Regions from separate parts of the Mus musculus genome. Here all the other regions are linked to region 4. A link is a contact called in public HiChIP or PLAC-seq and promoter capture Hi-C data. All regions are on one chromosome and are shown on one strand. The core of a region is the stretch at or near the end of the contact, and the rest is flanking DNA. Distances in the headings are between cores, read along the strand shown. Region 1 has its middle 73 kb from the start of 5930403N24Rik. Region 2 has its middle 79 kb from the start of Gm26535. Region 3 holds the start of Gtf3c6 (general transcription factor IIIC, polypeptide 6, alpha). Region 4 holds the start of Tube1 (tubulin, epsilon 1). Region 5 has its middle 45 kb from the start of Gm26535. Region 6 has its middle 21 kb from the start of 5930403N24Rik. Region 7 overlaps Gm26535 (a long non-coding RNA gene).

What was found. Promoter capture Hi-C pulls out the DNA fragments that hold promoters and counts their contacts. HiChIP or PLAC-seq counts read pairs in DNA pulled down with a chosen protein or histone mark.
Region 1: a contact with region 4 is called in a promoter capture Hi-C map of embryonic stem cells, with 5 times the contacts expected there. The contact joins the enhancer-like site here to the promoter of Tube1 in region 4. A contact is called at or near these places in 3 of 39 promoter capture datasets (embryonic stem cells, liver and stem cell-derived epiblast-like cells), 3 of 115 datasets of contacts at active chromatin or transcription factors (embryonic stem cells, extraembryonic endoderm stem cells and large pre-B cells) and 1 of 9 other capture datasets (embryonic stem cells).
Region 2: a contact with region 4 is called in a promoter capture Hi-C map of the SN4741 cell line, with 5 times the contacts expected there. The contact joins the enhancer-like site here to the promoter of Tube1 in region 4. A contact is called at or near these places in 4 of 39 promoter capture datasets (the SN4741 cell line, embryonic stem cells and neutrophils) and 2 of 115 datasets of contacts at active chromatin or transcription factors (large pre-B cells and stem cell-derived neural progenitor cells).
Region 3: an H3K27ac HiChIP or PLAC-seq map of epiblast stem cells shows a contact between it and region 4, with 4 times the contacts expected there. The contact joins the promoter of Gtf3c6 here to the promoter of Tube1 in region 4. A contact is called at or near these places in 3 of 39 promoter capture datasets (the C10 cell line, embryonic stem cells and hippocampal neurons), 1 of 484 Hi-C or Micro-C datasets (cortical neurons), 6 of 115 datasets of contacts at active chromatin or transcription factors (the NIH/3T3 cell line, T-cell acute lymphoblastic leukemia, astrocytes and 3 more) and 1 of 9 other capture datasets (liver).
Region 5: an H3K27ac HiChIP or PLAC-seq map of large pre-B cells shows a contact between it and region 4, with 6 times the contacts expected there. The contact joins the enhancer-like site here to the promoter of Tube1 in region 4. A contact is called at or near these places in 8 of 39 promoter capture datasets (the 3T3-L1 cell line, the C10 cell line, hematopoietic stem and progenitor cells and 4 more), 1 of 115 datasets of contacts at active chromatin or transcription factors (large pre-B cells) and 1 of 9 other capture datasets (liver).
Region 6: a promoter capture Hi-C map of stem cell-derived epiblast-like cells shows a contact between it and region 4, with 6 times the contacts expected there. The contact joins the enhancer-like site here to the promoter of Tube1 in region 4. A contact is called at or near these places in 8 of 39 promoter capture datasets (the 3T3-L1 cell line, the C10 cell line, the SN4741 cell line and 4 more) and 1 of 115 datasets of contacts at active chromatin or transcription factors (astrocytes).
Region 7: a contact with region 4 is called in a promoter capture Hi-C map of liver, with 2.7 times the contacts expected there. The contact joins the enhancer-like site here to the promoter of Tube1 in region 4. A contact is called at or near these places in 5 of 39 promoter capture datasets (the 3T3-L1 cell line, frontonasal cranial neural crest, hippocampal neurons and 2 more) and 1 of 115 datasets of contacts at active chromatin or transcription factors (pancreatic cancer cells).

What each region holds. Positions count from the first base shown.
Region 1 is chr10:37,210,038-37,214,154 of GRCm38.p6, forward strand. No RefSeq gene overlaps it. Among named protein-coding and RNA genes, the nearest start is that of 5930403N24Rik, 73 kb to the left of the region's middle. Within about 2 kb of position 2,819, at least 15 of the 459 cell types and tissues checked have an H3K27ac peak or open chromatin away from gene starts, as enhancers often do. A contact at or near this core is called in embryonic stem cells, where this site is marked.
Region 2 is chr10:37,238,406-37,242,359 of GRCm38.p6, forward strand. No RefSeq gene overlaps it. Among named protein-coding and RNA genes, the nearest start is that of Gm26535, 79 kb to the right of the region's middle. Within about 2 kb of position 2,421, at least 35 of the 459 cell types and tissues checked have an H3K27ac peak or open chromatin away from gene starts, as enhancers often do. A contact at or near this core is called in the SN4741 cell line, where this site is marked.
Region 3 is chr10:40,255,633-40,259,356 of GRCm38.p6, forward strand. It overlaps Gtf3c6 (general transcription factor IIIC, polypeptide 6, alpha), which reads right to left and starts at 2,080. Exons shown (of 6, transcript NM_026113.5): 1 at 1,947-2,080; 2 at 1,581-1,661. The coding sequence starts at 2,027. Rnu3a (U3A small nuclear RNA) reads left to right here and starts at 2,836; the gene lies at 2,836-3,047.
Region 4 is chr10:39,131,983-39,135,934 of GRCm38.p6, forward strand. It overlaps Tube1 (tubulin, epsilon 1), which reads left to right and starts at 2,041. Exons shown (of 12, transcript NM_028006.2): 1 at 2,041-2,125; 2 at 2,224-2,297; 3 at 3,006-3,058. The coding sequence starts at 2,101. Fam229b (family with sequence similarity 229, member B) reads right to left here and starts at 1,924. Exons shown (of 5, transcript NM_183254.2): 1 at 1,841-1,924; 2 at 265-396.
Region 5 is chr10:37,272,107-37,276,203 of GRCm38.p6, forward strand. No RefSeq gene overlaps it. Among named protein-coding and RNA genes, the nearest start is that of Gm26535, 45 kb to the right of the region's middle. Within about 2 kb of position 1,370, at least 5 of the 459 cell types and tissues checked have an H3K27ac peak or open chromatin away from gene starts, as enhancers often do.
Region 6 is chr10:37,158,454-37,162,577 of GRCm38.p6, forward strand. No RefSeq gene overlaps it. Among named protein-coding and RNA genes, the nearest start is that of 5930403N24Rik, 21 kb to the left of the region's middle. Within about 2 kb of position 1,493, at least 7 of the 459 cell types and tissues checked have an H3K27ac peak or open chromatin away from gene starts, as enhancers often do.
Region 7 is chr10:37,324,170-37,327,816 of GRCm38.p6, forward strand. All of the region lies in intron 1 of Gm26535 (a long non-coding RNA gene), which reads left to right. Among named protein-coding and RNA genes, the nearest start is that of Gm26535, 6.5 kb to the left of the region's middle. Within about 2 kb of position 2,147, at least 23 of the 459 cell types and tissues checked have an H3K27ac peak or open chromatin away from gene starts, as enhancers often do. A contact at or near this core is called in liver and pancreatic cancer cells, where this site is marked.

The sequences.
Region 1 (4,117 bases), core at 1,569-4,068, 1.9 Mb before region 4:
TAATTCTAAAACTTGGAAGGGAGAGGCAGGAGGATCACAAGCTCTAGACCAGCATGGGTTACTATGTTAGATGGTTTTATGTCAACTTGACAGAAGCTAAAGTCATCTGAGAGACTAATGGAGGGAATATCAATTAAGAAAATGCATCCGTAAGAACAGGTTGTAGGTAAACCTTTTTTTAAATTAGTGATTGATGGGGGAAGGCTCAGATCACTGTGATGTCGCAATCCCTGGGCTGGTGGTCTTGGGTTTTATAAGAAAGCAGGCTGAACAAGCCAGTAAGCAGCATTCTTCCATCACTCCAGCATCAGCTCCTGTCTCCAGGCTCCTACCCAGTTGGAGTTTCTGTCCTAACTTCCTTCTGTGAACAGCAAGCAGTGTAGAAATGTAAACTGAACAAACCCTTTCCTCTGTAACTTGATGTTTGGTCATGGTGTTTCATCACAGCAACTGTAACCCAAACTGAAAGTGCTACATAGCAAAACTCTCAGAAAACAAAACAAGCAATAAGAATGGAAAAATAAAAGGAAGGGACAAGAAGGTTTTCAGGCTGTGGACAGAAATAGGTGGTCCAGAGCTGACCTAGAGAGGACTGAGTTAGTCCTCCGAAAGCACGGCAGACTGCTGAGATGTTATTAGAGTGTGAATGTCTATGTCCTCCAAAATTCTTATGTTCAAATATCAATCCTAGATCCCAACATATGATGCTCTAATCTGCTTTCTGTTTATGTAATAAACTAACCAGGGTCAGGTAATTTGTAAAGAATAGAGATTTGTTAGCTCTGTGATTCTGAAGGCTGGGAAGTCCAGGGATATTGTCTTAGTTACTGTTCAAGGGACACCATGACCAAGGCAACTCTTACAAAAGAAAGCATTTAATTAGGGGCTTGCTTACAGTTCTAGAGGGCTAATCCAGGATCATCACGGTGGAAAATAGACAGGCATGGTGCTGGAGCAGTATCCCAGAGCTTTACATTGTAATTCACAGGCAGAGGGAGAGAGAGAGAGAGAGAGAGAGAGAGAGAGAGAGAGAGAGAGAGAGAGAGAGAGAGAGAGATTGATTAGGCCTAATATAAATTTTTGAAACTTCAAAGTCCATCCTTGTTAGCATTTTGCCTAAGCTCTGCTCCACAGTTACTTGGCAACAGCCAGGTATGCCTGACTAGATATAAAAGGGGCTGCTTGCCCCTTCCTCTCTCTTTTTCTCTTGTTCTTACCTTCCTGCTTCTGCTCGGTCCTCTCACCCTTTCCCCCCCCTCACTCTCCACATGCTCATGGCCAACCTCTACACTTCTTCTCTACTCTCTCTCTCTCTCTCTGCCTTTCTTTGCTTCTACTACCCGCTTAACGCTGCTCCCCATGCACTGAATAAACTCTGTTCTAAACTATTCTATATATGTGGCTGGTCCCTCAGGAGGAAGAGATGCTTCAGCATGGGCCCGACAGAGGCACCCCTTCCCCCACACCTCACCACATATCCACCAAACATACTTCTCCTCTCTTTATCTTTTTATAAACATATCAACCCTCAATGACACACTTCCTCCAATAATACCACATCTTCTACTCCTTCCTAAAGAGTTCACCAACTGGGACCAAGCATTCAAATATCTGAGCCTATAGGAGCCATTCTCATTCATACCAGCACAAGTATGGTACATCTGGTGAGAGAAGCTGGCTGTATTCTAATATGGCAAAGGCAAAGTGTGGTCTGTCTGTACTTTCTTATAAAACCACTATATATATACATACATATATATATGTATGTACATATATATATGTATATATATAGTGTATAAAACCACTTATACATACTTATAAAACCACTATTATATATACATATATATATATATATGTGTGTGTGTGTGTGTGTGTGTGCATAATCAGTGATTTTTTTTAACCCAAATCACCTCCCAAAACCTTGCCGCCAAAGGCCATCAGCATATGAATGTAGGAAATATATTCGAAATACAGTATTGGCAACTAACACGTTGAAGTATTGGCCTTTGAAAAGAGTTTACATCACAAGAAGGGTCCCCAGTGAGACTAGTGTCTCTATAAAGGAGGCCTAAGATGCTGGAGAAATGTCTCAGTGTTTAATAGCAAGCTCTGCTCTTGCAGAGGAGCAAGCAGACAGAGTTCATGTTCTTTTCTGTAAGCGGGTAATGAATTTCCTGCTGTTTGTGAGGTCCAATCAATTGGGTCAAACTGAAACATTTGCCATAGACAACCCAATAAACACAGCAGCTCATCCACTTGAAAAAACAGACCAGGCCTAGAGTTGCAAGATTGATGAACCAGGTGGGGCTCCACAGGCCCACAATCCTAGAATTTAGGAGGTTGAGTTAGGAAGAGGAATTGAGTTAGAGAAAGTCAGTCATCCAGGCTGCAAAGCAGGACCCTGTCTCCACCCAGCTGAACAAGCAAAAGCACAGGAAAAAACAAAAAAACAAAAAACAAAACCCTCAAAAACACCCCAGCTTCCTGAGCAGACTAAATAAACATCACAAATCCCACCCAAGAAAGACTGATTGACAGACACACCCCTTTGTGACCTCAGGCTTGCTCTTATTCACATGCAAATTTTACAGTTTTTCTTATGTAATTATAAAGACATCATAAAAAAACCATATTTCATTCCTAGACTGAACATTGATAAGGACAAGACAGGAGCTAATCTCTCAGAAGGGGAGAGGAACCTCAAACTGTTATATGCTCAAGGAATGGTCACACAATTTTCTGGGGTCATTTCCCACAGGCAGTACTCTCACTGGAGGCTTGGCTTTAAGAATAGACTGCATGAAGCTGGGCGTGGTGGCTCAGCACTCAGGAGTTAGAGACAGGCAGATCTCTTGGAGTCTGAGGCCAGTCAGGTCTACAAAGTGAGTCCAAGACTGACAGGGCTATTACACAGAGAAACCCTTTCTTGAGAGAGAGAGAGAGAGAGAGAGAGAGAGAGAGAGAGAGAGAGAGAGAAACACACAGAGAGAAACAGAGAGAGAAACACACAGAGAGAAACAGAGAGAGAGAGAGAGTCCTATTTTAGAATTTTTTAACAACTGATGACCTGATTCAGTTTGAAAACTTACAATTTACTGTGAGTATTATGCCTTATTTAAGATTGTAGAAAATTGTATAATTTATATGTAATTACTTACTATCAAAAAGAATTAGCCCTCACTGAGAATTATTACCTGAAGTGGTATGCTCAGATATTTGAGGTCTTCTTAGTATCCAATTAAAATACAGTTTTTGTTAAAATACTGACATTTATGATTTTTACCTTAGTTTATTGGACCTTAGTAAGCTAGAGCAGTTACTTACCTGACTGATAATGAATTACAAGAAATCAGGTAAGAGTGTATAGTTCTTTCTTTTTCTTTTTCTTTTTTTTTTTTTTTCATTTTATTTTTGACAGTGTTTCACTGTGCATCCCTGGCTGGCTTGGAAATTACTCTATAGACCAGGTTCACCTTAAACTTACAAAGATCGGTCTGTCTTTGCATTCAGAGGCCCCACCAACCTAGCACGCTTGTTTAGACAACAAGAAAGCTATCTTGTGTCAGAGTAAGGGAAGTCCATACTGTCTGTCATTCAGGATATACTAAAGTCTAAGGACTTCAAATGAAGAGACTTAAGTAAATGGTTTTAATTATTTATAGACATGCACAAATAAAGAAGAATCATGGGACCCTAAGTTACATCCATTTGGGGATAATTTTACAGCATTTTTTTCTTAGTTTTATATCAAATAGTAATTTGTTGATCAAATTATATTTGAATTATCCAAAAAAAGTCAGTTTAAGATGGGTAAAAATTACAGCCTGAGAACATTATTAGATGAAATTTACAGCCTTATAATTAAATGAAGGCAATATTTGTCATATCAAAGGAACCATTTGAGAACATTTCCACCAAATTCTGGACAATGAGTTTACTCTTGCATGCTATTTGGTGATCCCTAGATAGTGTGTTTAAGTGTAAGATGACGAAGAAGAAATGGCTTATTTATAGCAGTATTAAAGGCAGAGGTCTCTCAAAGGGCAGAGATACCATTTTTCTCCCAAGGAGCAATTGCTTTGCACATATGCTCTACAAATACCAAGTGCAAAGAGCT
Region 2 (3,954 bases), core at 1,171-3,670, 1.9 Mb before region 4:
AACCAACCAACCAAACAAAAAAAAACCAAACTAAACCAAAACAAAAAACCAAAAAACATTATTTTTAAGCCTTCATTTTTAAATTGTTTTGTGACTTAAGTAATATGACTGTACTGGCTGGTTTTGTGTGTCAACTTGACACAAGCTGGAGTTATCACAGAGAAAGGAGCCTCAGTGGAGGAAATGCCTCCATGAGATCCAGCTATAAGGCATTTTCTCAATTAGTGATCAAGAGGGAAGGGCCCATTGTGGGCGGCGCCATCCCTGGGCTGGTGGTCCTAGGGTCTATATGAAAGCAAGCTGAGCAAGCCAGGGAAAGCAAGCCAGTAAGTAACATCCCTCCATGGCCTCTGCATCAGTTCCTGCTTCCTGACCTGCTTGAGTTCCAGTCCTGCCTTCCTTTGGTGATGAACAGTAATGTGGAACTGTAAGTTAAAAAAAAAAAGACCTTTCCTCCCCAACTTGTTTCTTGGTCATGATGTTTTGTGCAAGAATACAAACCCTGATTAAGACAATGACGTTCAGTTACTTTAAAATGAAGTCAAAATGGCACTTTGCTGGGCCAGTCCTACGGAGAACAGCCCATGCCTTCAGATTCTATTTTCTTATTTTTTTGTACATTCAGACTGCTTTCAAACAGAGTGTAGCCACATCACATGAAAAGTGGCATGCTTACGTCATTTAATAAAGTGATGGATTGGAAGAAAGATGACCCTAGGACGTTTTTATTTGGAGATTTCAGGTTCCTTAAAAACTACTCAGGAACATAGAAGAACACAGACCATTCTGAACATAGAAAGTCTGGTAAAGACTGGTTCCTGATGTGACACCCTGTTATAGAGAGCATCGAAGACCCACTGTTGGCCAATTGATTAGTTGAGAGGAACCATAACTGAGATTTTTATATAAAATATCATGAATTTTAAATGTCAACAAAAAATCTAATTTTAAAAAGTGATACTCTTCAAGTAAGACAAAAACAGGTGTAGGCCAGATTTGCCCTTGCTAATTATGAATTCCAGTCCTCAAGTTTAACTAATCCACTAGATTAACTACCCTGTGCATTCTGTTCAAGTCTCTATCCAAGGAGCTAAACAGATCAGGGCCAGCACTCTTGTCAGTTCTTACTGTGTGGTTTCTGTACCACCAAGGTTCTCAAAATGCAGCTGTCAATCATCAGAGGCTTGTGGGGCTGTGGAAAGAGTTATGTGGTAGAGAGTGTTTGCCCAGCATGTCCAAGGCCATACATTTGATTGGTAGCACCTCAAACAAACAAACAAACAAACAAACAAACAAATTAAAAAGTAGGAGCATCATTATCCTCTGGGAGCTTGTTAGAAATGCAAATTATCTGGCCCAGCTTCTGCTATCCTGAACCCCAAACTGGGGAAACAGTACCAGAAATCTGAGTTACTGACTTGTAGTAAGCATCGTTCAGTGGCCACTGAGAGCCACTGATTTACCTGAGAATTTAAGGCAGGCTTATTAAACTGACACATATGTACTGAGTAATCTTTGGCTATGCAATATTCCAGGTTGCAAAATGTGTATATGTGTGTGTGTATGTGTGTATGTGTGTGTGTGTGTGTGTGTGTGTGTGTGTGTGTGTGAGAGAGAGAGAGAGAGAGAGAGAGAGAGAGAGAGAGAGAGAGAGAAAGAGAAAGAGAGCATATGTATGTATATGGGATATAAGTGCAGGTATCACTGTGGGAGCGTGGAAGTCAGAGGGAAACTTTTGGGAACCAGGTCTCCTCTACCATGTGGGTCATAAGTAAGAACTGAACTCAGGTCCTCAGGCTTGGTGTCAAGTGGCCTTACATGCTGAGCAATCTCAATGGCCCAACATATCCTTCTAAGACAACTGAAAGGGCTGGGGATGTAGCTCAGTTGGTAGAGGTCTTGCCTAGAAGTCACAAAACTCTGGGTTCATTTCTAGAATAGTATAAAAGTGAGCGTGGTGGTGCACAACCGTGATTCAGCACTCTGAAGGTGGTAGCTGGAGGAGGGTCAAAAGTTCAAGGTCATCCTTCACTAGTTCAGGGTCATCCTTCTATAGTTCAAGGTCATCCTTGTCTCAAAGGCAAACACAGATGTACAGGAGCAGGTGTTCTGAATGAAAAGAAATGCAGTTTTCAATGAGCATGCTTTCTGATCTGCATGGATGGCCACAAATCCTGACGTTTCAATTCTAATACTGTATTTTTGTTTACAGTTACATCCTACAGATGAAGCCAAGTGGGATATCTATGAGAAGACTGGCTAGCACTAAGGAGGTCTGGACTCTTATTTCTTGTCTGTGACTGTCTCTACTCATCTGTCAGCCCTGGACTAATACTGTGAGTTGTGTTTCCTCCCACACTGAGTGAGCAAGTACTCAAAGCTTCTGAAGGCTTTGCAAGCATCTGATGATGTTAAAGGATTGGTGTCACGTGTCTGAGTCTGAACTAAGGCTGCTTCTGTCGTTGACTATGTGCAGATTGTGTATTCACACGCATTCCATTTAGACCACGTGCTATGAGCTCATGTACTAAGCTTTTATAGTAACATTTAAGTGTTTATATATTGCTTTTCATCTTCAAAGCACTTAACATACTTACAAATCCTTCCAGCAACACTTTGAGGTAGCTATGTACTATTAAAACACACACACACACACAGAGAGAGAGAGAGAGAGAGAGAGAGAGAAAGGGGGCAGGGAGTGGGAGAGGGAGAGAGGGAGGGAGAGTTAGAGAGAGAGTTTAATTTATTTGAAGTAATTTACCTTTGGCTGAAGAAAAAAACATGCACTAACATTCAAGTAAAAAAAAAAAAAGCCACACTTTTTTCTTGCATGTATTTAGTGTTCGTGAGGATGTGTCTGAGCATGTGTGTATGTATGTAGGTGTGTGTGTGTGTGGGGATAACTTGCAGGAGTTAGTGGACATGTGCCTTTACTCTCTGAACATCTTGCCAGGTATAAGAATAAAGTACTTCAGTAAGAGGCAATACATTCAGGTCCATGTTAAATTGGATTCTATGTTACATTAGTAGTTATTGTCCACATTTTCCTTTTTTCCAAACAGTCTTCAGATTAAGCTCGGATGCTCTGTGTGAGGTCTCTCTCTAATCTTTCTAGAAGAAGACCTTTTCTGATGTCTACCTCAATGAAGAACAGAACCCCCAGAAAGTCCATACCTCAAGAGTGCTGCTGGAGATGGCAATATATCTCTTTTCCTGTTTATCTCTACTTAACCATAATTAGATGGATATCTATCTAGTGGGATACACTGAGTATGGTGGCTTATGCATGTAACTCTGACATGCTGGAGGTGGAGGCAGGAGGATGAGAAGTCTCAAGGTCATCCTTGGGTACTTAGTAAGTCTGAGGTTAACCTAGGATACAGGAGACTCTGTCTCCAAACAGAGGAACAAACAGTAAAGCCAACACTGTAAAGCTCGGTGTTGCCAAAAAGCAGCAAGCACATGCTGTGGTGTGTGCTTTTGGCTGCTGGCTCAGAGATTTGCAGTCTTACAATTTTTCTGTAACTCACCAGAGAGTAAAGCCTTTTTAGAATAATGTCAAACATATGTTGAACTGTGGTAACCTTTGCTGGCTAACGAAAAGTTACCTCTGAATGGGGTCTGTAATCAGAGTCCACATAATGAAGCTATTGCTCAGAAATGTTAAAGTTTAGTTAGAAAATTCCTAATGACACCAGGAGGGGAGGACAGGGGGAGAGGCCATGTCAGAGTGATGGCAGAGAGACAAGAATGAAAGAGAAGTAAAGGAATGAGCTCTCTGGAGGAGGTTGGTAACTGCAGAAGAATCTCTCTACGGAAGGATCCATCAAGCCTCGGCTTCCTGCAGAGGCACTCAGAAATCCAATGTTTAGTATGGAGAGAAAGCATCTAAAATACCGCTGTAAGAGGGGCAGTAGAGATGGATCAGCATGTAGGGAGATTGTTGTCTAAGCC
Region 3 (3,724 bases), core at 830-3,329, 1.1 Mb after region 4:
AGTCTGACACAAGGCTGGCCTCAGCTCACTGAGATATGCCTGTTTGCACTTCCTATGCATTGGGTGGGATTAAGAGTATGTCCATGCTGGAGAGATGGCTCAGTGGTTAGGAGCACTGACTGCTCTTCCAAAGGTCCTGAGTTCAAATCCCAGAAACCACAAGGTGGCTCACAACCACCCATAATGAAATCTGACACCCTCTTCTGGTGTGTTTGAAGACAGCTACGGTGTACTTATTTATAATAATAAATCTTTAGGCCAGAGCAAGCAGGGTTGACCAGAGTGAGCAGAGGTCCTAAATTCAATTCCCAACAACCACATGAAGGCTCACAACCATCTGTACAACTACAGTATACTCATATACATAAAATAAATAAATAAATCTTTAAAAAAAATGTCCACCATGCCTGAGTGGACTTTCTGTTGTCGTTTTGAGACGGGGTCTCTCTGTGGGTCTGTCTGTCTGTCTTAGAACTTGCTATGTACACCACACTACTCATCTCTGATTGGCATGTTGGGGTAAGTGGCAGAAATTAACCTGTTTAAATATTTGAAGCCAAGGATTTTGCCCAAAAATTTTGATAACAGCTTTATCCCCCATCCCTACCCCCATCCCCCAAAGACAGGGTTTCTCTGTGTAACAGCCCTGACTGTCCTGGGACTCACTCTGCAGACCAAGCAGGCCTCAAACTTAAGAGATCCGTTTGCCTCTGCCTCATGAGTGCTGGGATTAAAGGTATGTATCATCATCAGGCAATAACGTAATATTTTAAACTGTGTCTTCTCCAGGCATTTTGAAGACAGGGCTTTCTGTAGATCAAGGTGGCCTAGAACTTACTATATCATTAAGGATGACAATGAGCCAGGCGGTGGTGGCGCACGCCTTTAATCCCAGCACTTGGGAGGCAGAGGTAGGCAGATTTCTGAGTTCGAGGCCAGCCTGGTCTACAAAGTGAGTTCCAGGGCATTCCGGGGAGTTGGGGGGTAGGATGACAATGAACTTCGGATCCGCCTGCCTTGGGCTCTCCAGTGCCGGCATTACAGGTGTGCACCAGGACAGCCTGCTCTCATGCTATTTTTTCCTAATTGGCTTGTGAGGAGTGAGCCAAAGACACACCAAAGGCATGGTGAAGCAGGTGACATGGGTACTTGGTGACCGGCCGGGCAACACTGCATACATATCCACACTTAGACCAGAGTCTGCGTCCAGACTAGTACACTCAACTGTGGTACTATTGGAGGATAGAACTGAGGCCACGCCCACTACAAGGAAGGCAGGCACTGCTTAACAGCATGGATTAGGCTTTGTCCTGAAAGTCCCCCAGAAGTTTCATACAAGGTGTTTTGCTCTTTCTCTCCAGCCACACATTCAGACAGTGAAGAAGAAGCAGTCAGGCATTTTCTCTGCTCCCATAGAATCCCTCCCTTGTAACCTACTCTTCTGGTATGAGCCTGGAGCGTTTGATCACTGCTTTGTAAGGTGGGATGAACGTCTCTCTCTTTGTGGACAAGCATATCACCTTTTAGTCTTGTTTTAACTTTAAGAAAATCTACAACATTCCCCGAATTCTAAGACTCACCAAAATCTTGCATTTATTTTCACATTTGGAGAGAAAGTCTGAATCAATGATTCCTGACAATTCTACCAGAACAAACTGCTCCTGGTGGAAGAAAGCAAAGTTAATAAGGTAGACAAGGGGCAGTAAATAAGAAATGCCCCAAATTTCTCTGTGAAAACTCGATCCAGTTTCTGGTGGAAACCGATTCTTTCTAGAATGGGTAAACCAGAACTGAAGCTAGCCCTCCACGGCTTCTCGGGCTTCGGAAAGCCAGCGAGCTGTCTACCGGCCTCCCTCCCTCCGTCCGCATCCCAGACTCCCTTCCCCACCCAGGGGTGGCTCAACCAAGACCGCCCGCGCCGCAGGCCTCTGACCCTCGCTTACAACCTCCTCTAGCTCCTCTTCCTCCTCCTCCAAGTCCTCCCAAATGGGATCCACTGCCGCCGCCATAGCGTTCGGAGACGCCATCACTGGCCACGCCCCCTGTGGATGCCATTTTGGATACGGGCAGCGGCGTCCGGCTTCCGGCCAGAAAGCAAGATGGCGACGCCAGGCTTCCGTAAGTGGGTCCCACGTGGAGACTCGACACGCTCCGAGCTTCGGGAATTTAGGGTATTTAGCCCCACTTTGAAGAACGTGGCTCATAGAGCTCAGGCTACACTGAACTCAGTAAGTAGCTGAGGATGAGCGTAATCAACTGCCTCCACTATAAAACAAAACCTCACGTTTATTGTCTGCCGAAGGAGACTAGAGGATCAATGGTGGCCTCCACTTTTCATCCCAACATCTAAGGACGCGGGAGGGAGAGGATTAATGCAAATTCTAGGCCAGAGTGGCTACTTAGTTAACACAAACCCAGCAGTGACGCTACTGGGACAGGGTGGAATTCAGACCGCAGAGGACACAAATCAACACCCATCTTAAGTAAAACGCAGCCTGAGGAGCCGCACCCACCCTTTAAAACTGGTCCGGAAGTGATTTTCTTAGGATGACTGAAGACACTGGCGTGTGATTGGCTATTATCCTCAATATGTTAATTATGAACTTGATTCTGAGTTAGTTTACAAGTCATAAGTATTCAGAATGAGTTTTTGTTTTTGTTTTTTTTTTTTGCAAAATAATATACGAACACAGCTTCGAAAGTGCATGTGTATGGTATTCCTTAGGAGAATATTACGGGGTTTTCGCGGGGGGGGGGGGGCGGGTGGGGAATGTCACCATTAGTTAAAAATGTGCTGTCAGAGGTGGCCTCGCGGCGGCTGGCAACGCTAAACTAAGACTATACTTTCAGGGATCATTTCTATAGTTTGTTACTAGAGAAGTTTCTCTGACTGTGTAGAGCACCCGAAACCACGAGGAGGAGACAGAGTGTCCTTTCCTGAGCGTGAAGCCGGCTTTTAGTGCTGCATTTTGCAACTGCTATCTGCCATTGATGATCGTTCTCAACTCTCTTGAGGGTTGAGAGGGAGAGGACACAGTCTGAGTGGTTTCTTTTATATTTAGTTGAAAGTTAGAGTAGATGCTTTGGTCCTGAGCTACTAAATGGATATCTTTCCTCTTGTATTTTACATGGCTTATACTGTGTAGCCCGGTCATTCCTCTCTGTATGGTCCCAGACGACCTCCAACTCAAGTTCTGCTTTCTGCCTGCCTCAGCCTCCTAAGTGCTGGGGTTTAGGGTGTTCACTACAGCCTGGCTGACCTGCCTTTCTTGTTCTTAGTATGAATGTAGTTATAATGTTCACGAGACCATTAACTGCAAGAAAAATTTTAAGTGCTTATGAACAACAAAACAGGAAAGAATTTTGTCCTATTAGTAGTTGTGTGTGAAGTAAACTTAGGTCTTCTGCAAGCATGACTGAAGCTCCTTGCAGAGGAAAAAAAAATCTATGAGGAAGGCTATTAACCTGAACTAGTAAATAAAGAATATTAAATGTGATAGTGGTCGCAATATTAAGACACTGCCACTAGGAGGCGACAAGTGATTTAACAATCTGCTCCTTCTTGCTCTTTTACTTGGAAAACTTATATGAGAATTTTTATTTTCTCCTTTTTGTTGTTGTTGTTGTTGTTGTTTTAGTTTTTCGAGAGGGTTTCTCTATGTAACAGTCCTGGCTGTCTTGAAACTCGTTTTGTAGACCAAGCTTTCCTCGAGCTTACAGAGAG
Region 4 (3,952 bases), core at 791-3,290:
AGTCTGCATGACCCTCGCTGACTTTTTTCATTTGCTTCTAATTTAGCAATCAATATCTTGTTGAGCTTATTTCATGTGTTAACCTGTTATCAATTAATACAATTGCACCATAAAATCTTAATAATTTTTTAACAACAACAACAAAAGAAGCTTGCTTGTAAGATGGTAGACAAGCTGCTAATAAGCTGTTTCTGCCATCTTGGCCAACCTAAATGTGCCTACACTGAGGTCTTGGTGTGACTGGTATAGAAGATGGCACCTTACCTGGCTGTGAAGCAGACACATCTGATTCACTGCAGACTGAAGTTATCGGTGAAACTCATAAGGACTTTCTTACAACTCCTTGCTGTTGCGTGGCTTCTGGAGAATGACAGGAACTACAGCATGGGCAGAGCTCTGCAAAGGCCAGAACACCACGGGCGTTAGCACCAGAATCTATAGATTCGACCTAATAACATCACAGCCCACATATTTGTCCATGTTTGGCAAACTTTGGAAACCCCAGATTTGGGGACTTCAATATTAAGACCCAAAGTGTCTGACTACCTTTATCACAGATTGCATGCTTACCAAGAAGCGGGTAAGAGTAAATCCAGCAATTTCTAATTTTTCCTGGCTAAAATCTGCCCCCTTAGTTACAAGAGATGTAAGACACCCAAAGAGAAACATGGAAAGGCCTCTGCAATACATACACCCCACTACAACGTCAAAATTCACATCTTTCAAAACTGTGTAATAACAAACTAAGCTGTATCCTGGCGGCTGAATAAGGTATTCTAACCAATCAATCAATTATTGTGGCTCTTATCATGTTATATATCATATTACATATCATGACAAATTAATAGCAAGTATAATTTAACTTTTGCTAAATGAAGATTAAAGGTTTTGTAGTTTCTCAGAATTTCTGTGGAAAATATTAACTTCATTAAAGCATTAAAGTTAGTGAGGGGATTTGTGTGTGTGCACACTTATGGAAACAAGATGTGAAACATGAAGTGTTTTCCTTAGTTATCCTTCATCTTACTTTGTAAGACATTGTCTCCTATTGAGCCCTGAATCTGACACTCACAGTTTCAGCTAGACTCTGTGGATCTCCCTTCTCCAGCCTTCCAAGCCTAGAGTTACAGGCTCCCAGATTTTTGTTAAGTGCTGGGGTCTGCATTTATGTCCCCGTGCTTCAGAGACAAGCATTTTACTGACTGGGCCATCTCTCCAGCCTAAATTCTTAATTTAGTTCTTAATTAAAGCCTCATTTAATTTGCCCAGTAAAAATTCAATTTCTGAAAAATAACCTTTTTTTCCCCTTTCGAACTTCGTGCCCCACCCCTGCCTTTAAAAAATCTCGTCTACATTGTTCATACATCAAATCAAACGCCTTAACTTTTAACCCATCTTTTCTTTTCCTAGACCCTTGTTCATTGAATATTATGGCTCTCCTTGTCAGCGCCATGTAATATTTTAGGTCATATCTTTTGAGTGCATCGAGTGTATCTTCAATGGCATTGCCGGCTGTTGGAAGTTGGATTTGTGTAGATGTTTTGAATTATCCAGAAATCTTAAGTTTGAAGAGTGCATCGCTTTGGCCTCTGAACTTAGCTGTGGTATTTGGTCGGAGTGTACCTAGCTTCCCTTGTTCCCAGATAAGCCTATTTGTCTGGGGTGTCTCTGTGTTCCTCCACATTCGTTTTCTGTTAGATAACGACACTAGCGGGCATCATCCTGAGAAATCGGACCCACTGTCCTGGCTGTTTAGGCTGTGAGCCTCTCAAAGCCCGTGATCAAAGTTAAAGTCCCTTATCTTAAATGCCTCTCTGAAACCTAGTTACCCGTCAGTTACCAGGGCCTCCGGAGCTGCAGATGCTCAAGGATGTTGACAGGGCAGCTAGGATTTACCTGCCGGAGGCCCAGTCGCTATGGTAACGGCTAGCCGCAAATGTGCTTGCGCAGAAGTCCTGGCCGTAAAGAAACAAGGGCATTACGACATTGGCTACTTGCGGCAGCGACGTGACTTAAGGCCGCCCCTCGTAGGGCGTCGTTGAGCTCGAAAGCTAAGGCGGGAGTTTGGGCGGGAGTGCTCCTGCTGGTCCTCCCGGCGGAATGACCCAGTCGGTGGTCGTACAGGGTGAGCTACCCCCGTCCGCGGGGACCGGGTCGCTGCGGAGCCAGTCACCTGGTTGCCTTCCTAATGCACCTCTCTCTCTTCCTCGCTACTGGCTGCAGTCGGACAGTGCGGGAACCAGATCGGCTGCTGCTTCTGGGACCTGGCGCTGAGGGAGCACGCAGCGGTCAACCAGGTACCCGCCCCTCCTGCCTGTCACCCGGGCCTGCCAGAGTTCACATGAGGTTTGGGGAGGGGTGCTTTGGATCCTGCTACGGGGCCCTGGCTGACCTGGGACTTGCTGTGTAGATCATGTTCTGGAATTTGCAGCGATCCATCTGTCTCTGCATCCCCAGGACTACCACTATCATGCCCAGATTACTTGGGCTTTTTAATCAGTACCATAAATTGCATAGGATCTTCTCATACCGGTCGTGGCTAGTTTCTTTTTAAACGTGTTGCTGTAAGTCACAGGCAGAAGGCACTTGTCAGGAGTTTGGTCTTAAGTTTCCCTGATCTTTAGCAGTCTCCTCCTCCTCCTCCTCCTCCTCCTCCTCCTCCTCCTCCTCCTCCTCCTCCTCCTGTTGTTGTTGTTGTTGTTGTTGTTTTGAAAGACAGTAGATGCTATAGATGAAAGCACTATAAAGTAGGTAAATACATCAAACGACCAAGAATCCCAAGAAATTCCCACTTGGAGTACCAGCTGTATAATCCTACAGGGTGTGCTTTTTTCATCACTGTTAAACTTAGTCAGGGGTTCTCTTGGCATTTTACCTTTAGATGTAATTGGAAGAGTCGACCTAGGTTTCTTTTTCTTAGAGCCCCTTCAGCGTTGTAGAGTTGCTACAGCTAAAAGGGTTTTAGAGAAAATAAACGTAAATGCTATAGTTTGTTTTGTTTCTAGAAAGGAATTTATGACGACGCTATAAGCAGCTTCTTCAGGAATGTGGATACCAGGTAAGTGGGTGAGTCTGTCTCCGCTTGGTAGGACGCCTCCTTTCCCTGTCAGCAGAATCTTAGAGGATAAGGAAACAGTTGCCAGCTAGGACGGTGTCTGCTGTTCTGATCAAAGCGTATTCTCATAGCCCATTTTCATACCATTCTGCAGAACAGCGCGCTTCCTTGATAGACTTCCGTAAGAAGCCAAAAAGAACCTTTAAAGGGACTCCCAGTAACTTTGAAAACCTGACGTTTTCACTGAGGGTGCCTGCCCACTATGGTATGAGTCTAGCGGGGGCCAGGTTTTGAAAGATTATTTTGCATATTACTTGCCCTCAGAGTATGCAGAAATGAAAGAGGTGGAAACTGCTCACAATGTGTGTTACTTTTCGTTTAGTGTAAGATACAGATGTTAGAATCCTTTTGACATTTGAGATATGCCTGGGTCTTTTAATGTTAAATCATTAAGTTTATCCGTTTTCAAAGTTCTCTATAAACCAGCTGTAGTGGACTTATCCTGACAATTACAATTAAATATCAGGCCTTTCCAACTTTGTAGAAATTTAGTTTGAATTTGTTCACTAGATGTTGGAGCCATTATCTTCTCGGGAAACCTGACTTTGGTCTTGTTGATGAATCCCAGAGCCTCCAGTACAGTCAGATTAGTCAAATTCAAAGAACTGGGAGGTTAAAACCTGGAGCGTCATTGTTGGGGATGGACAGTATAAACTCAGGCCTTTTGAGTCATAAGCATACTTTTTTATTGTTTGGATCAACTCTGCCAAAGCTACATGCTATTCAGAAGGTGGGTAGAGACATGGTGGTGTGAGATTGATTAAAGTGAATTTCCACAGCGGCGGGCGCAGTTGTTCTCGTGGGGAGGGTGCTGTCCTTTAGATCGCTTTACTTACT
Region 5 (4,097 bases), core at 120-2,619, 1.9 Mb before region 4:
TGTTACATACCATCGATACTCCTGTTACCAAACACAGTAAACATTTGCTAGTATCTTGTCTGTTCAGCTGTCAATAGCACTATTGATTACTCTGCCCTTGACTCCTGTGTTTGAATTCAGTGCTTGTTAACCTCTTACACTCTGCATATTCCACTGTCTTTTTACCTTTCCAAAAGCTCATCTAATTTTATTGTTGCTATTGCTTGTTTCTGTATTTTTCAAGACAGGCCTTATTGTGTAACCAAAAACTTAGACCCTCCCAAGCCCCTTCCCCAGTGCTGTGATTATATGCCTGTGCCAAAAGCCTACTTTTTATTCTTACTTGCTGACTTAGGGCCAATGAAATGGCACAGTGGGTAGGGGTGCTTAGTGCCAAATTTGACAAGTTGAGTTGGGTTTCTGGGACCTACACTGTAGAACAGTAAGAGAACTGACTTCCATTAGCTATATTCTGACCTCCCCATACATGTCATACATAGCACACCTACATAATATATATAAGTAGGAAAATAAGTGTAATAGGTAAACAAAACTCTAACTATGTCATGGCATCATTATGAAAATCAAATTAGCTTATGGCCAAATGCATCAGCTGCACTACATGGTAGTTGGAAAATATTTAAGTTTTTCTGAGTTTTGTTCTCTTATTTTTCCTCCTAATTTCTTCAGCCAGAGCTTGCAATCATCCTAGGCTTTTCCCCCCTCTTCATGACAAAACTCACTGAATTTCACAGAACGCCTTTGTGATGGTTATTCCCAGTTTTCAACTTGACTATATCTGTAATGAACTACAATCCAGAAATGGGTTATTTGGCCTGTGTTATCTATCTATCTATCTATCTATCTATCTATCTATCTATCTATCTATCTATCTATCATCTATCCATCCATTCCATAGGTTCTGTGACTCTAGAGAACCCTGAGTAATAGAGCCTTCAAGTCAACTGTCCAGAGTTTCTACAATGTATTAGCTCTGACATACTGTCCCGACCTTGTCACTTACTGACCTCATTGCTACTAGTTTTTCTGATCAACTGAAACCAGCTCCCTGAGTCTAGCACCAACACAATTTTGAAGATGCAAATCTGGTATTAACTATGCCCAGTTTAAGTCCACCAATGGCTCCTTCAGAGTACACAGTGAAGTCTGTCTCCACAGCATGTTGCTCCCTTTCTCCTGCATCCACAAACTTGATCCTGTCTGCTCTGCCACAAATTCCCCTAGCTTTGCTTGGCAGTCCCTTACTCTCTATCCTCACTTCTTCTCACCCCTGAACCCCACTTCATCTGGGTAACCTGAAGACTCTTCAAATTTGCCTCAAGCTCTTCCTTCCCCAGACCTCTCAGTAAGCTAGCCTGGCCTCTGTAAACTCTATTTCCTGCTTCTCATCACTGAGTGTGGACTGTGGTCATGGAATGAAGCACTTGGTTGCTTTCTAACTGAGTTAATCGTCTAGCTTCCTCACTACATTGAAGTCTCCTGGGAATGTGTTATATTTTTGAGACCTAACATGTATCTTAGAATGTACTAAGTTTCAGTACACATATACCAAGTGATTGGAATGCTAAATGCCTCAATAAGGTCAGGTTGTAGGCAAGCCTTCAGGGCATTTCCTTAATTACTGAATGATGGATGGGCCTAACCAACTGTGCATGCGGACATCTCTGGGAAGGTAGTCCTGGGTTCCATAAGAAGGCAGACCAAGTGAACCATGGAGGGCACTCCGGTAATAGTTTTAAAACATGTTTTTCATAGATTCCTCAGTGGTCTCTGCATCAGCTCCTGCTGTTGCTTTCCTTCCCTGACTTCCTTCCTGACAGAATGTGCTATAGAAGTGTAACAAATTAAACATTGCTTTTCCCTAAAATGCTTGTGGACATGGTGTCTCATCACAGTAATTAGTCCCTAAGGCAACTTTTTTTTTTCCCATGTAGTTTTGAAAGGTAAAAGGGCAAAGATCAGACAGAACTGTGTGTTCAGCCTCTGGTGAGAGACATCTGCTCTATCACAGCAGAAGGTACCTGGTGGGAATGTGTGCAGGAATGCCATGCATTGTGTGGAGAAAAAAAATTAAATATGGACTGGTCTCAGTTTTCTAGTCTGAGAGGTCTAACCCACTTTCATCAGATGTGCATCAGTCCTCGAAATGGAATATTTATTACACAGTTACCTCCTGATAAGTTCTTCTTCATTCACTACATCTCAACGCTATTATTTTGGGACTCAAGCTTCTAGCATATAAAACTTTGTGGGAAAAAGTATAATTAAATATGAAATCAAGAAAACAGAAAGAAAACAGTTATTTCTCAGCTAAGAAATAATATCAACTCAAGTATACAGTCTTTATTTTATGCCATATGTTACATGTGCAATTTCCTATAGACATTTGGATAATTGTTATACTTTTTCATAGCTAGTTAATATAACATTCCCCCCAACCCCACTGTCTTTTTTTTTGGGTGAATTATCTACACAGAAGAAAAAAGAAAAGAAAAAACAAAACAAAAGAAAAAGTGGTTGGAGAGATAGCTCAGTAGTTAAGAGCACTTGATATGTTTCCAGAGGACTTAGGTTTAACTCCCACCACCATATGGTGCTGTCTATGACTTCAGTACCAGGGAATCCAACACCTTCTTCTGTCCTCCTTGGGCATTGTATGAATGTGGTGTCCAGATATACATAGGAGACAGACCTATACACATAAAATTTAAAAAAAGGAATGTATTAAAAGCTTTGTTGGTTTATAAATTTCGATTATGCATAATGTAAACGAGGCATGTATTACTATTTCTGAGACAGTGGTAACCAAAGACTATGGTTATCCAGCTGTGGTACATACCTGTTATCTCAGTCCTTGGGAGTCAGAAGTAGGAGAGTTGCAAGTTCAAGATCAGTCTGATCTATGTAATGAGTTCTAGGCCAGCTAGGTTATATAACAAGAACTTGTCTGGAAAAAGAAAGAAAGAAAGAAAGAAAGAAAGGAAGAAAGAAAGAAAGAAAGAAAGAAAGAAAGAAAGAAAGAAAGAAAGAAAGAAAGAAAGAAGGGAAGGAGGAGAAGGAAGAAGAGGAGGAGGAGGGGCACAAAAGAATCACAATTGACAACCTAAATGTATTAAGATAAAAATGACTTTTATACTTGAGTTGATATTATTTCTTAGCTGAGAAATAACTGTTTTCTTTATTTCATTAATTCCTCACTTCAAATTTCCTTTCCTATTATTTTATTTAAAGGAGGCTTCTAGACAAAGGCTGTCTTCGGGTAGTTAATGGCCTCACCTGGACAAGTTCCCACCGTATCTTTCACATCCTTTGTGTACTCTAGACAAATAAAACAGATGGGAACAATACTCTGAGCCAACGAATACAGTGCAGTTGGAAGTCCTTGCCTCACGCAGCCATAGCCATGCTTGTTGTGGTGCTAGGCGACAGATGCCAAGTTGGAGACAAGGTTCACAAAAACACTACAGCTTTCTCGTATCTACAACTGTGGTCCTCCTGAGCACCCAGTGTGGACCACTCTTCCCCCTCCCTGTTCTGTGACCCCCTCCTCAACTTCGGGTCTGGAGAGATAGCTCAGCAGTTAAGAGCACTGGATGCTAAGTGCTCTTCCAGAGGACCTGAGTCCAATTCTCAGCACCCCCATGAGAGCTCAGAATTGCCCATAATTCCAGTCAGTTCCAGGAGATACAACAACCTCACACAGACACATGCAGACAAAACACAAATTGCACATAAAATAAATTATAAAACCATAGCTTCCCCTGGGGAAATATTTTCTCCCCCCAACCCCCAGGGGAATGACTCCCTCTTTTGTATTTTAGAAAGCTCACGTAGGTGCCTTCTGCAAATCTTTCTTCTTTTCTAACTCTGGTGCTTCCTGAGAACACCAGATTGTGAGTATTTCCCAACCAGATTCTTGGAGCCAAACATAAGTGAGGCCTGTTACTCAAATGTTTGTTGTATAAATATTGAGTGACTGTGAGGGAGAGCTGCCTTAATCACAAATGATGTAATTCTTGTAATCATTGACTTGATGGTAATATCCTGAGCAGATCAATTAGGTAACATTTTAAAAGAGACTATGATTCTTTGTGTTT
Region 6 (4,124 bases), core at 243-2,742, 2.0 Mb before region 4:
ACACACAAATGTACAGTCCTTAATTAAAATAGATAATTAACCTGACATAGTAGCTCCTGCCCGAAATTCCAGCACTTAGAAAACTGAAGTAGAAGACTGCCTTTAGTTCGAGTCTGGTTTGTTCTATACTGTGAGTTCTAGTCATGCCTTGTTTAAGGAGTACAACCCTGTCTCTGCGAACTATTATTAATAATAAAATAAATAGGACTAAACATTAATTCTTTATTTAAAAAATAATTTTAGAACACTTACTGAGAGAGAGAGAGAAAGAGAGAGAGAAATACATTTGTGCATGCCCACACACACACCTGTGTGTGTGTGTGTGTGTGTGTGTGTGTGTGTGTGTGTGTGTGTGTGTGTGTGAATAGGTGCATACCCCATATTAAGTGTGTCGTTCAGAGAATAATTTGTAGGTTGAATCAGTTTGGGGTAACTTAAGCTGTGACTTTTCCTCTGAAGCCAACATCAACCTGATCAGGGGTCAACATCATTTTTGTGAAGTGCTAGATAGTTTCAAGTCTGGGTGGGCAGCATATTAGTTTCTTTGGAAGCTGCACCTAATATCACAAGCTGTTACTTAACAGACATTTATTTTCTTGGGCTTCTGGTCCTATGGTATCCCCATCTTCCCTCTGCATAGTTCTGTGACACCTCTTCTTATGAAGACACTAGTTATTAGATAAGAGACAAAGTTGAGTCTTCTATGACCTCGTTTTAACATAATTACATCCACAAAGATCTCATTTCTAAATAAGGTCACTGGTTGTAATGATGTTCTGAGTGGAAATGAACTTTTGGGAGGCACCCTTCAACACACAGCAGGCAACTTTGACTCTGTTGTAACTACTTTTTTTATAATAGTAAAGAAGCCAGAGAAAACATAGGAAAGATTGAAATTTTCATATCTGAATTTTATCATAACCTGAAACATACAGAGTTTTTTTTTTAATATTTTGGATACAGTATTAGTATGTCTCCCTGGCTGGCTTGAGACTTGCTATATGTCTAGGCAAGAACTTCCAGAGATCTACCTGCCTCTGTTCCCAAGTGTTGGAAATAAAGTCTTTCTTTTGATTTTTACACAGGAGTTCAAGGAAACACTCTTGGTTTGTAGATCTACAGTGTTAATGGGTAGGCAGAGAACTCAAGGGTAATATTTCTTCCTCCTGTTCATAAACACAGGAGCCAAATTCTGAGTAAACCTGTTTGTGATTTACATTAAGAAACCTTTATTTGATAACCCCATGTTCCAGCAGAGAGGAAGCCAGGCTGACCCTCCGCGAGACCTGTTTGGCAGCATCATTCTATATTATCCTTGCCAAACTTTTGGTGAGGATTTAGCTGTCAAGATTAAGGAATGATACAGGCTTAAATGAAGAACATGGCCTAAAGTCTGTGTGTTAAAGGATTAGAACATTTCCCTCTGGGTTTGGTGTGCACTGTGCCAAAAGTTTGAGTATACTTTGGGGGAGATTTTAAATGAAAGGCATCTTGTGACTCAATACCACACAGCATTCTGGGAAGCTGTTGTCAATCCCTAGACACTGGGCAGAGGCCAGATATTGAACATCTGAAAGGACTTTATCTTCGAATGCTGAGACTCACAAAAGCATCCAGGGCCAAAAAAAATTCTAAACTATCTGATTTATTGTGCAAATTGCTTCTAGTAAAAGGTATGTAATGTTACATATGAAATTATTGTCAAGGGTTGTGATTCTGTAGTTGACTTTTCTAATCACAGAGGCAAGATGTGCTCATAATAGACAAAAGCAATGCCAAAATGAATAACATAAAAATCAAAATTCCTCACAATCCCAATTCCCAGAGATAATTTCTGAAAAGATTTTGATATTCATTTTTCCAACCATCTTCCAAACCATGTGATTGCAAAGCAAATGAGAGGATATGTAGGAAATTTGTTTTGCATGATTTTGAAGAGACTTTAAGAAAAAAACTTGTGAGCACAAAGAACAGGCATGATTAAGTAGGTGTTATATCTAATTATGCACTTTCCGTGTGTTGATAGTAGATGTTGTGGCCGGGTTTTTCATGGCTAAGGGGTACGTACATAGTTTGGGTTTGTTTAAATTCTAGTAAGTGCAGAAAGACTTAGTATATACAGACATGCGCAGTGAGGTCTCGTGATTTAGAAAATGCTGTCTCCCTTGAGTTTGAGTTGTGCCGCCTTCTTCACTGACTCAAAATTGTAACTTGGTTTATCATCTGCTGCACATGTAAAAGTGCCATCGCGCTGAGAATTGGAAAATTCTGTGAGCTAGTATCAGTTTGATTTAGGGAGGACTTCACTGCCAGGATTGCAAGTGGGTTTTGTAATGACTACTGTAGTTTATGAGTTTAACAGCTCAGAGCACAGTGGCTGAATTATTATCATTCTTAGACAACGTGGACATGTTTTGTATGAGAAAGTAGGTAGATAATCCCCGTTTCTACAAAGAAGTGGATAGGCAGTCTTCGTACGTAGGATGAGCCTACAATATGCCAACATACTTTATTACCAGTATTTTAGGAAGTAAAATGAGCTTTGCAGCAACACACACCAAGACACAAATCCTTTCTTCTTGTTATCTGTAGGGCTTTAGGAAACTTTCCTCCCTCTCAGATTACCTACTCCCTACATCTTTCTTTTTCTGTCTTTACATTAACCTTCCAAGTATACCTTGGTGATTGCCAGGGTGGTAAATGTGCTTGAGCAGTTGGGCGTGAGCAGGGTTTAGATGGCAGTGGTTTGGAGAAGAGACAGCCTGTAGGAACATATGGATGTTTACCAAGCATGATGTACACATGGCAGCTTGGACAGTTTGATGGGGTGTGGGTAATGTGTAAAATTGAGGGCAGAGGACACCAGGGAAATGGGTCTTGAGTACAGCCGCTCTTTTCCAGTAAAGCACCCCTATGTACTGGACAGAAGCTGGAGTTCTCATTAGTTAAGTGTGTACACAGAGGATTGAATGAGCTTAATAAAACTCACCAGGAAATCCACACAAATCATTATGAGTGCTGTTCTAGAGTCAAATGTAGTCCAACTTAAAAGTAACGAAGCTGTAACAAATATTTGGAAACTATCTCAATCCATTTGGGCTACTATAACAAACTATGTATATTACATAATTTATAAACAAGACAATTTTGAACTTGGAGAGGTCAGAACATTCCAGCCATCAGAAAACCCAAATTATGTAAGAAACTCTAAAAAGACAACAGACACAAAACAAATACTACTTTACTATTTTATGTAGTGATCCAGCTATCTTGAATAAGCTTTCACTATGGAACTTTAGAACAACAAAATTTATATGATTCTCTAAAGTATAATAAGGCTTCATTGATCAAATCCTCCTGCCTTCTATTGCTATGTCATATATATTTTTTTCTTGTTATTATTCACAAATAACAAATTCTAACAACCTTTTCATAATATTACTCAGAATGACTAGATAGTGTTTTGATGTCTTCATGGCCTTTTGAAACTAGAATTAGCTATTTCAAGCTAGGTGCGGTGATGCCTGCCTGGAACCCTAACTCTTAGCCAGCTAAGACAGAAGTCATGAGTTTGTCAGTCTGGGCTGTAGTGAGACTCAGGCTCAAAGATATTTTAGGGGGTAGAGTGAGAGGGGAAGAGCTTTTCTGCAAGTGAGTACTAAGGACATTCTTCTAGAATGTTCTGTAACTGTGACCATTTTAGGTAGGTCTATGTATCTGTTAACCTTTGCTAAAGAAACAAAAATACTCAAATAACAATGCTTTGAGTAAATTTATTATTTCTCCCGTTTCTGTGAGCTAGTGTGGCTGGAGTGGGATGGTCCAGGATGCCCCCTCCACACATGCACATACACACACAAACACACACACACACACATACATACATACAACATACACAGATATATACATACACACATAAACACACACAGACATACACATATACATACATACACATACACAGATACACACACATACACAGATACACACAGGCAAATACATATATACACAAACAAACACATATATACACATACACAGATACACAGACATACACATATATACAAACCCACACACATATACACACATACATGTACACACATATACATACATACACACATCTACACACA
Region 7 (3,647 bases), core at 897-3,396, 1.8 Mb before region 4:
AAAAATCAGTTCCACAACTTTGAGCCAAATTTGAAGCAAGCTTTAATTAAATACTGGTCAGGATGATGGACTCAGGCCAGGTCCATTTCTTGGTTTCCAGGAAATGGCAAAGAGTCACATTTTGCAGAGACTTAAAAGGGCAAAACTGTAGGGACACCATATTTCCCATCAGCTCCAATCATGGACAAGCATACATCCTGATTTCCCATCAGGTCCAATCAGGGGCAAGTGTACATATTTCCTCCCTATGGGTCCCCATCCAATGATGTACATCTGGTGCAAATAAACTTGTTTATGGGAGCAAAGACATGTGGCTTGTTATTTCCCAAGAACCATAGGCCCAGTATTTCAGGACATTATCTGTCCTTGAGGCTTACGGGTTAACTTTGACTCTTACATTTCCCCAATGGAAGTGTGATAGCTCTGAAGGGGAAGGTATCCTGGAAATGGGGAGCAAAGGAGTACCACAAAGTCAGAGCACAGCCAACCTTACACCAACAGATTTATTGGGGAAGACACAAGAGGTAGCCTCTGCTGGGGCTAGAAGCAGCAGGGAACTGAGCAAGAGACAAGCTTATTATACAGGTTTATTGGGGGACAGAGTCTTCTAGGGTGGAGCTTTCTAGGGTGGGGATTTGTGGGGTTTCAAGTCCTGAGCTTAGGGCAAGCCCAGGGATTAGTAGGTTTTGTTGGATTTTTTAAACCCGTAAGTGAGCTCAGAGGTTTTATCCTAGAGTAGAGTGTGACCCCATTGCTTCCAGCTCTCCAGGAGAAGACGACAGTGGGATTTCATACTCCAAGTGTTCCAGGCCAGCCTGGGAGACACAAGGAAGCACATCTCAGTTAAGAAACAAAAAGAGCAATTAACAGAGCAAGGCCTGTAGGAGTGGGGCATATTTCTGGGACATTCTTTTGAGGGGATAAATAATGGGCAAGAATCTTCAAATCTGAAGTATTAGAGCATTATTTATGGAAGCAATAAGATTGGGCTGTAAAATTTCCTTGTTATCAGTCTTCTCAGTAGATACAAGTGCCACCATCTAACCTAGCCTACAAGTAGAGAAAAGTTATGGTTATTTTAAACAGAAATAAAAGAGGGTGTATCTAGGCATACAGCACTTATTTTTTCTACTCAAGCATGGAACTGAAAGATCAGGAAAGCCAGTGCCCTCTGGAGTTGCCATTGCCGTCTGTCTGTCTTTGTCCTTGTGTCTTGTTTTCCAAGGCTCTCTTATATGTTTGGCAGCCACTGCCCATTTCTGTTTACCAGGTTTGAGTTACCTTTCCCTGGGAATGTCATATGCTATACCCAGCATATTATAAAAGGAGACTCCAGTGGTGATTGTAGACATGTGGAAATGTGATGGAACAGAGGACATTTCTGTCCCTTCTCTTCCTTTAAAATTCTGGATTGATTTCATTCTTCTGAAACCTCTGACTTCCTGTAGAGCTCTGCTTTGTAACGATCAGATGTATTGACTTTTCCTGGTGAAAAGTCAGGACTGCCCACCCTCACCTTCAGGTCACATTCTGGGCGGGGAAAGGAGTGCTTAAGGTCTGGATAACTTCCTCTAGTTCCTTCTTTCCTTTTCTCTTTTTTCCCTCCCCCCTCCCCCATATCCTCCTATGAGGAGATTCAGATTGTCACTTAAAATGACTGTTTTCTGAGTCTGAACAAGGAACGACTGCTAAGGATTTCAAATGAGCACTTACACAATTTTATCTGGTCCAGTAATGGACACGTTCTTTGATAAGTGATGGGGTAAAGCTGATATGCCCATTTCAAAGACGTGGGCAATAGGCCAGGAAAGTCACTCCCAGGGAGTTCATGGAAACCCTTGGAAAGCCTGGGTAGGTGCTGCACTTTGGACCCCATCCTAGTGTTGTAACAGGTGAGGGCCCCTCATGCAAATATTTGCTTAAACTCCTGTAAACACCATCGCCCTTGGTAGAAAGTGCTCTGGCAAAATGATAGCAGGTTTCATTTTCTTTCTTTTTTTTTTAATAGACACTATCAAAATATTTGCGAATTTTATTTGTTATTTTTCAAGGATGACAAGTTTGACTGGCATTAGGGGAATGGCTTTGGCAAATCCCTGTGACTGTAGGGGTTAGAAAATGAAAAATATTACCAAAATGCATGGGTCCCAGGTCTCTGAATGCTCAGAGCCCAGTGAGTGAGCCTAGCAACCCGGGGAAGCCCAGCCAGAGCCTTGAGAACCGCCCTCCTGTTCTCTGGAGAGGCTCACTCTTCTTTCCTTGTTTGTTAGTTGTGAGATTTGGGGTTTTGTGTTGTTTGTCTTTTGAGATGATTTTTCCAGCTTCAGGCTGATACTCAATCTGTCCAGCCTTAGTATTTTTACATCCTCCTTTGCTGCATTTGAGGGTGCTTTCATCTCACAACAAACATTTTTAAGTAATCTTTTCCTCTTCTCACCTCTGTCTCTCTGCTTCCTCCTGCCTCTCCTCAGCATCCCAAGTGACAGGACTATAGGCTGCATCACCACACCCAGCTCTCTCTGAATTTTTTTTTCTTCAAGACAGGGTTTCTCTGTGTAGCCCTGGCTGTCCTAGAACTCATTCTGTAGACCAGACTGGCCTCAAATTCAGAAATCTGCCTGCTCTGCTTCCCAAGTGCTTTGATTAAAGGCATGTGTGACTACTTCCTGGCTGAATTTTTAATATTAATTTTCCCCAGGTACATGCAAACATGCACATTAATGGAGCACCATGAAATAGTCTATACAGGAAGACACTATCTAATGTTTAAATCACAACATACACAGATCCTCTAGTGTTTATTATTTCTTTGCCAATTTAAAAAAATGCTTTCTTCTACTTTTGAAATAGACATCCATTATTGTCTCCAGTGGCTATACTGTTTCTTTCTCTCATCTGCTTGTGACTTTGAACACATTAATCCCTGTCTCCTGCTATCTTTCTCCTTCCTTGTAGTCTGCCTAGCCTCTAGTAACCTGGACTCTCACCCTGTATGAGATCAACTCTTAGATTTCCTGTAGGAAGGAGATCAAGCACTACCTCTCTATGAACAGCTTGTTTTGTTTAACATGGTGAAACCATGCTCTAAAAAAAAGCCCCCTGCTGTAAAAAACAAAGAGAATGGAGCACACAAAAAGAAAAGAATTGTGTCAAAGTGAAGTGGTTCTAGGATCAGAAACAATGACCTCAAAGACATCAGCAGATGTGATCAAGGCTCTTCTGGACTTGGATTTTCAGGGACATCTGCAAAGACAGATGTACAGAGAGTAGAAAGCCAGGAAAGGACAGAACATTTAACAGACAAACCCCGAGATTCAGAGTATGCATGCACACGACTGAGTCCCAGGCACAAAGGATTTGGTGGAAGGCAAAGGCTTGTGTGCAGCCTGGAGAAATGGTGCATTTGAATGGATGGTCCCGTCCTGACACGTTAGTGACATGGGTGGGCACATAGTCTATGTCCTAGTTTATTATTGCTGAGGATGTAAGGACTATAATAATATTGTTCTCAGCTCTCATGTGACACTAAGTTCTTTTATTGGAAAGACATTTTCTACGGATTAAAACACCATGAACATTCTAAGTCTTCAATAGGGCTGGACAGATTTAAGGGCGTCTTTGCATTATGCATTTGTGTTTAAGCGTTG